Linked DNA regions of Hordeum vulgare: regions 1 and 3 are each linked to region 2. A link is a contact called in public Hi-C data. All regions are on one chromosome and are shown on one strand. The core of a region is the stretch at or near the end of the contact, and the rest is flanking DNA. Distances in the headings are between cores, read along the strand shown. Region 1 holds the start of LOC123407728 (DNA polymerase zeta processivity subunit). Region 2 holds the start of LOC123407429 (retinoblastoma-related protein 1). Region 3 overlaps LOC123408894 (chitin elicitor receptor kinase 1-like).

Region 1 (2,859 bases), core at 290-2,789, 430 kb before region 2:
ATTCTTCAAAATAATTGTATATTTTTATGGTCATATTCCTGCTGACCGCATGTCGTCGATCATTTGTCTATCGACATCTAGTAGCTGCCGTTGTGATCTTAACATGTGTGCCTTCTCCGGAGATACCATATGATGATTGTGCTCAATGACAGCCTTTTGAATCATGCAAACACCTGCTGGAGTAATATGGAACTGGACACGAGCTTTGCAAGCTGTCCTCGTAGAAGCTTGTTCTTTCCTCGTCTCATGTGTGCTATGTTTTTCTTTCACTCCTTCCTTACTGCAAACTAAATACCTAGCAGATAAGGTATCGCCTGCTCTCTTTTTTGTGTGTGTCCACCTAACACTGAATCCTTTCTTTTCTGCATATGCATTATAGAACTCGTATGCCTCATCTTCAGAATGAAAACACATTCCTTCCTTTGGCACAATTTTATCTGAAGATGCATTCGGATTATCCTGTTACACACATGAAATACACCGACTTCATCAACATTGTAGTATAAATATTATTTTTAAAGTCGATGCATTGCAGTATTTTTTTACCTTCTCAATCGAACAATTGTCTTCTCCTTTATCATTCTTTTTGCTCGGTGTCATAAGCTCATGGCTCGACTCATACATTGCGTTGTTCCTCGATAAAGGATGCAACACTTCCTGTCCTTCGAGCCATTGAAACTGCATAATGTCAAACATCATCAATTTAATCACTTTCAACTTTGCTTCTACAACATATGATATTATGCTTTGGCTTAACATCAGCCTGCTATATGATTATCAGCGGCTAGCATGACTAAGTACGCATGCATGCACAAAAATAATGAAATTAATCAACCAAGAGCTAGCACATGGCTATTCACATGCAGCTTGCTCACCCTGACATCGTCCTCTCCTCTGATGGATGTGGTCGTATGGGTGCAGTCTCGTACAGCCGCCGCCACCGTGGACTTCGTCCGCCTGTCCTGCACACCTTGCCGCACGGCCGCCACCAACACGGACTCGGTCCGGCCGTCCCCCATGACGCCTTGGTGCACGCCTGCAGGGAACATGATGTCCGTCGGGGCAACAACATGGCATACAACCACCATGGATGAGCGGTCTGATTCGGTGATGAGGTCCTCCTACATGGTCAGTGCCGCCATAAACGACAAATCATCGCGACATCGTGATGTGCAGTCGCCGCACCAAAGTCGTTTGGCGTGGCCGTCATGGACGTGGCCGAGAAAAATAAAAACCTAATTCTTTGAAGTTACGTGTCTGTTGAAGCCCATGAAGCAAGCCTATTAGAGTCAGGAATGAGGCGTTTGCAATCGGGACCACGTACCCGAGATTCAAAAGCTAATGAAAGTGGGATTAGAGGCTTGAAGATTAGAGATGCCACGTGTCAACCATCCAGGTCTCATAGGATTTTTTTCCGTGTTACTTGGTCATCGTGCTTGTAACGTGGGATGTAAGCGGATTTTATTTTATTGACGAAATTAAGAAGAAACAGCCTTTGCTTTCTGCACGTTGGATCATTCTCGGGTGGTCCAGATCTGGAGCTACACTACCGTGTTCGTTTCGTCCTCCCTCAGCTCCGTGCCCTTTGCCTGGGCCGCATCGCTCCCCGCCCTCCGCCGCCTCCAGTCACCCGCCTCCGACTAAGACGCTCTCGCTGGCCACCATCACGAGGCGAAGGGGCTCTCTTCTCCTCATTTCCTCTACCAACTGGCGCGGCGCGAGGAACTAATCATCCAGGTGTATTTCACATTGGTGGTAAAGAAGCCCTAGCTTTCCCAGGTTGTTGTTCGTCCCGTTTCTGATCTACACTACCTGATGCCTTACTGACTTAATGATTTTTTATTGATTCGTTCAAATGTTCAACATCATCGATGATTAGCTCATTTAGTTTAGAGTTTGTTAGTTCAATGTAGAAAGCCTTTTGGTAATTTTTGTTTCAATTTAATTTCAGTAATTTTTGTTCCTGTAAGACGAGCTTTTTTATATGCCTGTGTAAACCTGGTGTTAGTTGTTGGGGGTGTTTTTCCTCCCCTCTTTTGGCCCAGGGCGGCAGCTAATCCAGGCTACACCATTGCTAGTAGCAGTTGCTTCCATAAAGAGAAGAAATCGAATCCCCACACGAAACCCCGTGCCCGTAGTGATCCTTAGCAAATTGTGCAATTTGTTGTGAAGCTAACTTGGAGCGGTGGTCCTGATAGATAACCTGCAAACATGGTAAAAACATTATCTGATACTACCTGGGAAAGTCTGCTATGTCTGCTTGATGTCTGCGATATCTCATGTTGAGCATTGGCGTGTCTGCTAGCATTTATTTTCGTTACAGTTTGCTAGAGTTCAGGAGTTGAATAGGTGCTGATACTCTTGTCAGTGTGTGGTTTCCAATCTCTGTGTGCAAGAAAGATAATTTTGGTTTTGTTATTGCTGATGGAAATGGAGAATTGCCCCTATTCGAATAGAAAACAATGTCTTATGCCAGGTTCCTTTAATGTAGGTTGCAGTGCTGGGTGACAGCTTCCTGTATCATCCGGTTGCTTCCCTGCGTGACAGCTACACTCCATTCCATCCCGCTATCGTCAGCTCCATTGAGAATCTAGATGTGCTTGTCACCGCGAATGCTCGATGTGAAGACACGGTCCTTCTCCATTATAAGAAAGGCTTTCCCTGGAAGTAAATATGTCCTCCCCGTCCCAATCTCCCGCCTAACCCACCGTCATCTCCCCCTTCTCCTATCCTATGCAACTGTCTCAGGTCTTTTGCTCAGGGTACCCTTGCTTCACTCTGTCCTTCGCTCACTCTCCTCGGGGCCTGTCCCATCTCTCTCCCTCTCATTCCTCTCCCTACTCCGCCGGTCTGGCTACA
Region 2 (2,850 bases), core at 240-2,739:
CATCAAATGCAGAGTTTTTTAGCTTTGTTGTTATCCTGAAGATGATGCTCAAAATCCTTCGTATGATAAATGATTTATCTCTTCTATTGCAAAATAAGCATCAAAATGTTATCCAGACACGTGATGATCAATGTTATACGTATCTAGTCCGCTTGATATATTTTGTTCAAGTAGGCATACATGCATCTAAAACTATAATCATCTCATTTCAGGCAATGTCATTGATTACAGATGCAAGAACAAATTTAATCGATTGGAGAAATGATGATTAGGAGCTATTCCTGGAAGATGTCAAATCCTTTTACACCAAAAATGATATTCCTATAACAAGTATGGATGACATATTTGTAAAATGGAGAAAATCAAGCCAAGGTGTACCAAACAATGCCACGTCTCATCATTTTTTCCGCGCGGACACCTTCTATAATGTTATAGACTTCATCACCACATAATCTGATCATCGTTTTAACGAGGTAACATCACAGCTGTCCAAGAACCTCTCTTGCCTTTGCCCAAGAAACTCCTTTTCCAGTTTCAATGTGAATAAGGCTCAAAGAGATTTACCACGAGGATTTCTCTGATTATGAACGTGAACATGTAATAGATAATCTTGAACGATTTATTGTTCATATGAGAATAATTGAAGACTTTAGAGTGTGTCATGATAGTGCAAACCTAGGTAAAAAGATGGTTGAACTTGAAAGACATGTCATGTTTTCTCCGGTTATCGCTCCATTCAATTGGCATTGCTACTCGAGAGAGAGCGACCACAACAATTAAAATGTCCTTCTTGTCAATGAAGTCGCGGAACAAGATGTCCCATGGCTGGCTTAATGACTTGATGTTGTGTTACATCCAACGAAGGCTTCAAAGGTATTGATCTTGATAAAATTAAGAAAGATTTTTGATAGGCGAGAGACGCATTGCCATCGCTTGGGTCTTCCAAACGCCATGAAAAATTTCATTATTAGTATGTTTTATGTTTGTTTTATTTATTAAAACATGTCTACATTTTCATTGTATTCATTCCTTGGTAATGTGCATTGCTAGTGTGTATTGGCTCTTTTGATTTGCTAACAAATTTCTTAATTTTTTTCGTCCACCGCCTTCGCTTTAGTCCTGCTATTGTTAAATGTTAAATTAACAACACGTACCGGTGATTCAACGGCATCCGTGAAAATCGTACAACTGTATGCAGCACTTGAACCCCGAAGGAGCAAGGAACTGTATCGTGCATCGCAAGCCTCTCGCCTTCCCAGGCCGAGCCGTACACGTTTTGCCGCTCCGCTCCGCTCCGCTGCGCTGCGCTGCCGCCGCAAGCCGCACGTGGCCGCGGATCCCGACACCCCCCACCGCCGTATAGGGCCCGCACAGCCCAGGGCAGGGCAGATCTCCCGCCATCTCCGTCGCGCCTCTCCCGCCAAAACCCCGCGCGGGCCCACCGCGCAGCCGCCGCACCGGACATAAAAATCCTCTCTTTTGGCGCGCACTCCCACCTCTTTCCCCCCTGCCCCGCCTCCCAGACCCTTCTCCTCTCCGCCACGCCGCCCCACCGCAACAACCCTACTCCCCGCTCGCCGGAGTCCAGATTCCGTCCGCCCCCGGAGCTCTTACTGGGGGAGGCAGCCCATGGACGGAGCAGACGCGCCGCAGCCCGCGAGGTCGGGCTCGGGGGTCACGGCGTCCACGGCCCCGGGGAGGATGAACGGCGGCGCCAGCGCCAACGCCAACGCCGCGGCAATGGAGGAGCGATTCGCTGATGTCTGCAAGGTACGGCTCCCAGTCAATCTTCTTTCCCCTTCTTGTACCAGGGGTTCAGTTCCCTGCGCCGATCTGGTCCTACTTTCCCCGCTTAGATTAGACTGTTTCAGTCAAGATTCAACAAGAAATCATGGCGGGCGTTGCGCCATTATCAAATTCCGTGGTCTCGACTCCATCTTCTCCCGTTGTATATGCTGGATTCGATTCCCGCCGCTTATCTTTTTCATGTTGGATTCTTTGGGGGGAAATTTATTATCTTTCTTGCCCCCATGCCCCAGATCCTCGGCATTCTGCGCCCTCGTCCCCTCGGGTTAGATTACCTTCTCCCCCCACCCACCCCTACCCCACCCCACCCCGCGATTCTTCTGCGGGTTCCGCGTGATTCTGCGCTTATCGCTTTCAAATCCTCCTGGGGCGATGCTATTTCGCGATTATCTTGGTGACATCTTTTTTGGGGCGAATGATTTTCTAGCGGTAAATTCTGTGATCCGTGGTTTGGTCACTCCCTCCAAATCTTAAAAAAATTGCATTCTTTACTGGTAATTTGTGCTATCTCTTGTAGTACTACAATTCATGTGTTTTTTATATCCGTCTAAACTCAACAATTCAACACGAGTCACATTTAGCAGAGTATTAAATTAGTTATTCCGCTTTATCTTCTTACCACGATTTAGGGCAGACGACAATCTTCCATCTTGTGCGCAGTTTCCATGTCTGAGTTTTGGTTCATTATCTAATTCTGCCTACTACTCTATTTGCTGGCGAGCAGAGGAAGCTAGTGCTCGACGAGAGCACCACGAGGCAGGCGATGCAGCTCTTCAAGGAGACCAAGATCATCCTCCTGTCCAGCATGTCATCCCTGGGCAGTGGATCGGTAAATCTCGTTGCTTTCGTCCACAAACCATGTCATGTTCTGATGTACAGTAGCTAAAATTTGTGTTTCTTGTGCTCAATAGCCCGAGGAGATCGAGAGGTCCTGGTCCGCTTGTGTTCTTTACTGCGTGTCAAAGCTCGGCAATGCAGGGAAGGCCAAGGAAGACCGTGCCATCACGCTGCGCCAGATTTTGAGGGCATTTGAACTCAAGTGAG
Region 3 (2,886 bases), core at 375-2,874, 380 kb after region 2:
TTAACAGTATGGTGGTTCCTATGACTCAGGAAAGAGAAACAAAACTATCAAAAGACTTTGTCTTCATGTTTCATTATCTTCAAGCGATTTTCTTTGTGCACCACCAATGGCTTCGGCCATCATCAATGTCTTCAGACATTTTTAGGGGTCGTCTACGATGGTTAAATCAAAACTCGTGGGACTTCTATCCGTGTTAACGTGTGAACTCTTACAAACATATTAGTCCCTTAACCATGTTTGTCTCTAGTACTCCAAAACCAACACGGGGTGCCATTAGATGCACTTACAATTCTTACATGTGGGAATTTCAGTTTGCTTAGATTTCCCAATGAGAAAAGCCGTGGTAGGTTTGATAATCATTGGCCTTTCCTTTTCAACACTGTCATCGACAGTCTAGATCTGCAAAAGGTTTCCATGGTTGGAAGACAATTTCCTTAGGCAAACAGTCTTCCAGAACCGACATATGAGAAACTAGATCGCGTTTTAATGGCAACCGACTAGGAATCTAAATTTCCTATCGTGTCTGTTCTTTCTCTACCTATCGGACAATGCACTCACTCTCCTAACTACTGGTTTGCCACGACCACAACATAGACACAAGTTTAAGTTTGAACTTCAATGGTTGTTTCAGGATGGCTTCCATAATATGATCAAGGAGATGTGGGAGAAATCTGTGGTCGGGCCTACCCCAATACATAGATGGAATAAAAAGATACATGCATTACATAAATTCTTTGATGGTTGGGCCAGGCATACGGTGGTATGCTTAAAAAGGAGAAGCTTTGTCTTTCATCTATCATTGATGAATTAGAAACCTTGGCAAAGGTTAGACCTCTATCTGAACATGGAATCAAGATCAAGAGTCATTTAAATGTACAGATAGCTAACATGTTACATGAATGTGATTCAAATACTAGATATTTTTATGAAATCATGAATGACATACACCGAAAGAAAAATATTCATTCCCTACAACAGGATGATGATACGATTGAGGAGCTACTTAGATCTTACTCCCTCCATAAACTAATATAAAAGCATTTAGAACACTATTTTAGTGATCTAAATACTTTTATATTAGTTTATATAGGAAGTGCTATTTAGTGACCTAAGCGTTCTTATATTTCTTTAATACATCTTTGACTAGTATCTCCACGTAACGTCAATATCACCAACACGTCTAACGTCTTGACCGATTGCCGACATGCTAGTCTGCTAGTAGTAGAAAGCAACTTGGAGCAAGCAGCCAACGGAGCAATCAAGTACAGTATTAATAGTACTGTAATACTACCAATATCTCTGTCCGAGGGAAGACTCCACATATCCTCTGGCAAGATTATTGCCACACAAGCGCTAGTCATCTACAAGGCCTATTAACTATTTCCATTGCCATGTCAAAATAAGCACGTACCTGTACGTACATATATTACACTTGACCCATACAACTCACATGCATGTGGCGCTACTGTCTCCAAGAAGGAAATGTGAACTCGGACATAAATAAAAGGGCAGAAAAAAGAATCTATACCGATGGGAAATTACACGCTCGAAGATAGCCAAAACAATCGACGCTGTCAGGCTGTCACTACCGCCTTATCGTCCCGCATTCGACTGTAGAACCCAGATGTACAAGGCCAGGGGAGGCATGTGGCTGGGGAGACGAGGTCATCTCCCGGACATGAGGTTCACCAGGCCTGGGTTTTCGTAGAGCGCGTTCATATCCCAGAACTCGCTTGTGGAGGAGAGCGTCATCAGCGCGACGACCACGGATCTCATAGTCGGCCTCAGCTTGGGGTCCTCCTGTGTGCATGCGTTCGCCAGGTGTGTCATCTGCAACCACAAGGCAACAAATGTTTTATCCTGGCCGGCATATATCCAATCCAACCACGCAAGGAAAGCAAAGCCCGAGCATCTTTCTCTAACCTTGAGAATGGCGTCGATGGGGTAATCGTCTCCCAGCTTTGGATCCATCAGCCTCCCGATGCCTTCCTTCGGATCCGGTGCGTTGAGAGCCTCCTCAAACTACACATATTTCAGTGTATGGTAAAGTCATCAAACAGGCAAGGTAAATAAGTTCAGCAAGGACCCAAAGCCAGGAGCGAAAGTGACCAATTTACTCCATAAACTGGTTTACTGGATCAAATAAAGCCAAAACCGATTCGGGAGAGAAAAAAAACCATCCACATGGCTGCTACGCTTGGCGTTCCTTGGACCGCTCATAAACTGACTAATTTTTACCGGGACTCTTTTGCAAGATTAACCCGCGTTCAAATTGAAACTGCCGTGTGTATAAACAGAAGCCATGCATGACTCAAACACACGTCGTAGGGCTCAGGTATAAGGCCTGGTAACCAAGAGAACTATAAGGTACTAGTTGTGTAGCCATTGGTTACTATCGGTCCTTATTCTTTCTATTTGCTCGGTCGGGAAAAGGTGGCCTGCTGACCAGTAGGATCAAGTCATAAGTTGTGGATTGTGTTACAACAAAGTATATGAAAGAATACCAGTTTCTTAAAAACTATTTACCACTACTACCTTTTCAGAGTTTATTGTTCATCTGTATGTATTTAAGCTTAGGAGAAGAGAAAATATATTTAACACAATGCACACAAATGACTTGATATCCTATTGGTTAGCAGGCCACTCTTTTTCCCTAGTCAGGCGTGGGTACAAATCCCACACAATGCAACTTGTGGTATCAATCTTTTTTGGAAACTGACCGAACAAATAGAAAGAATAAAAACCAATACTAAACAATGCCTACACAAACAGCTTATAGTTCTCTTGGTTAGCAGGCTTCTACCTGAGCTGTTGACGCCTATGTGTAGTCTAAACGAGATTGACATAATCTTGCAAAAAAGCCCCTAAGTTAAGCCAGTTTACGAG

What was found. A called contact is a pair of places that touch in the nucleus more often than the background predicts.
Region 1: a Hi-C map of leaf shows a contact between it and region 2, with 2.9 times the contacts expected there. The contact joins the promoter of LOC123407728 here to the promoter of LOC123407429 in region 2. A contact is called at or near these places in 3 of 6 Hi-C or Micro-C datasets (leaf and seedling).
Region 3: a contact with region 2 is called in a Hi-C map of leaf, with 6 times the contacts expected there. The contact joins the enhancer-like site here to the promoter of LOC123407429 in region 2. A contact is called at or near these places in 2 of 6 Hi-C or Micro-C datasets (leaf and seedling) and 1 of 1 datasets of contacts at active chromatin or transcription factors (embryo).

Annotation. Positions count from the first base shown.
Region 1 is chr7H:216,126,670-216,129,528 of MorexV3_pseudomolecules_assembly, reverse strand. It overlaps LOC123407728 (DNA polymerase zeta processivity subunit), which reads left to right and starts at 1,539. Exons shown (of 6, transcript XM_045100927.1): 1 at 1,539-1,779.
Region 2 is chr7H:215,697,758-215,700,607 of MorexV3_pseudomolecules_assembly, reverse strand. It overlaps LOC123407429 (retinoblastoma-related protein 1), which reads left to right and starts at 1,489. Exons shown (of 18, transcript XM_045100564.1): 1 at 1,489-1,770; 2 at 2,531-2,635; 3 at 2,718-2,845. The coding sequence starts at 1,630.
Region 3 is chr7H:215,318,714-215,321,599 of MorexV3_pseudomolecules_assembly, reverse strand. LOC123408894 (chitin elicitor receptor kinase 1-like) reads right to left here. Exons shown (of 11, transcript XM_045101925.1): 10 at 1,924-2,022; 11 at 1,363-1,830. The coding sequence ends at 1,666. Among protein-coding and RNA genes, the nearest start is that of LOC123408894, 15 kb to the right of the region's middle. Within about 2 kb of position 1,624, at least 2 of the 3 cell types and tissues checked have open chromatin away from gene starts, as enhancers often do. A contact at or near this core is called in leaf, where this site is marked.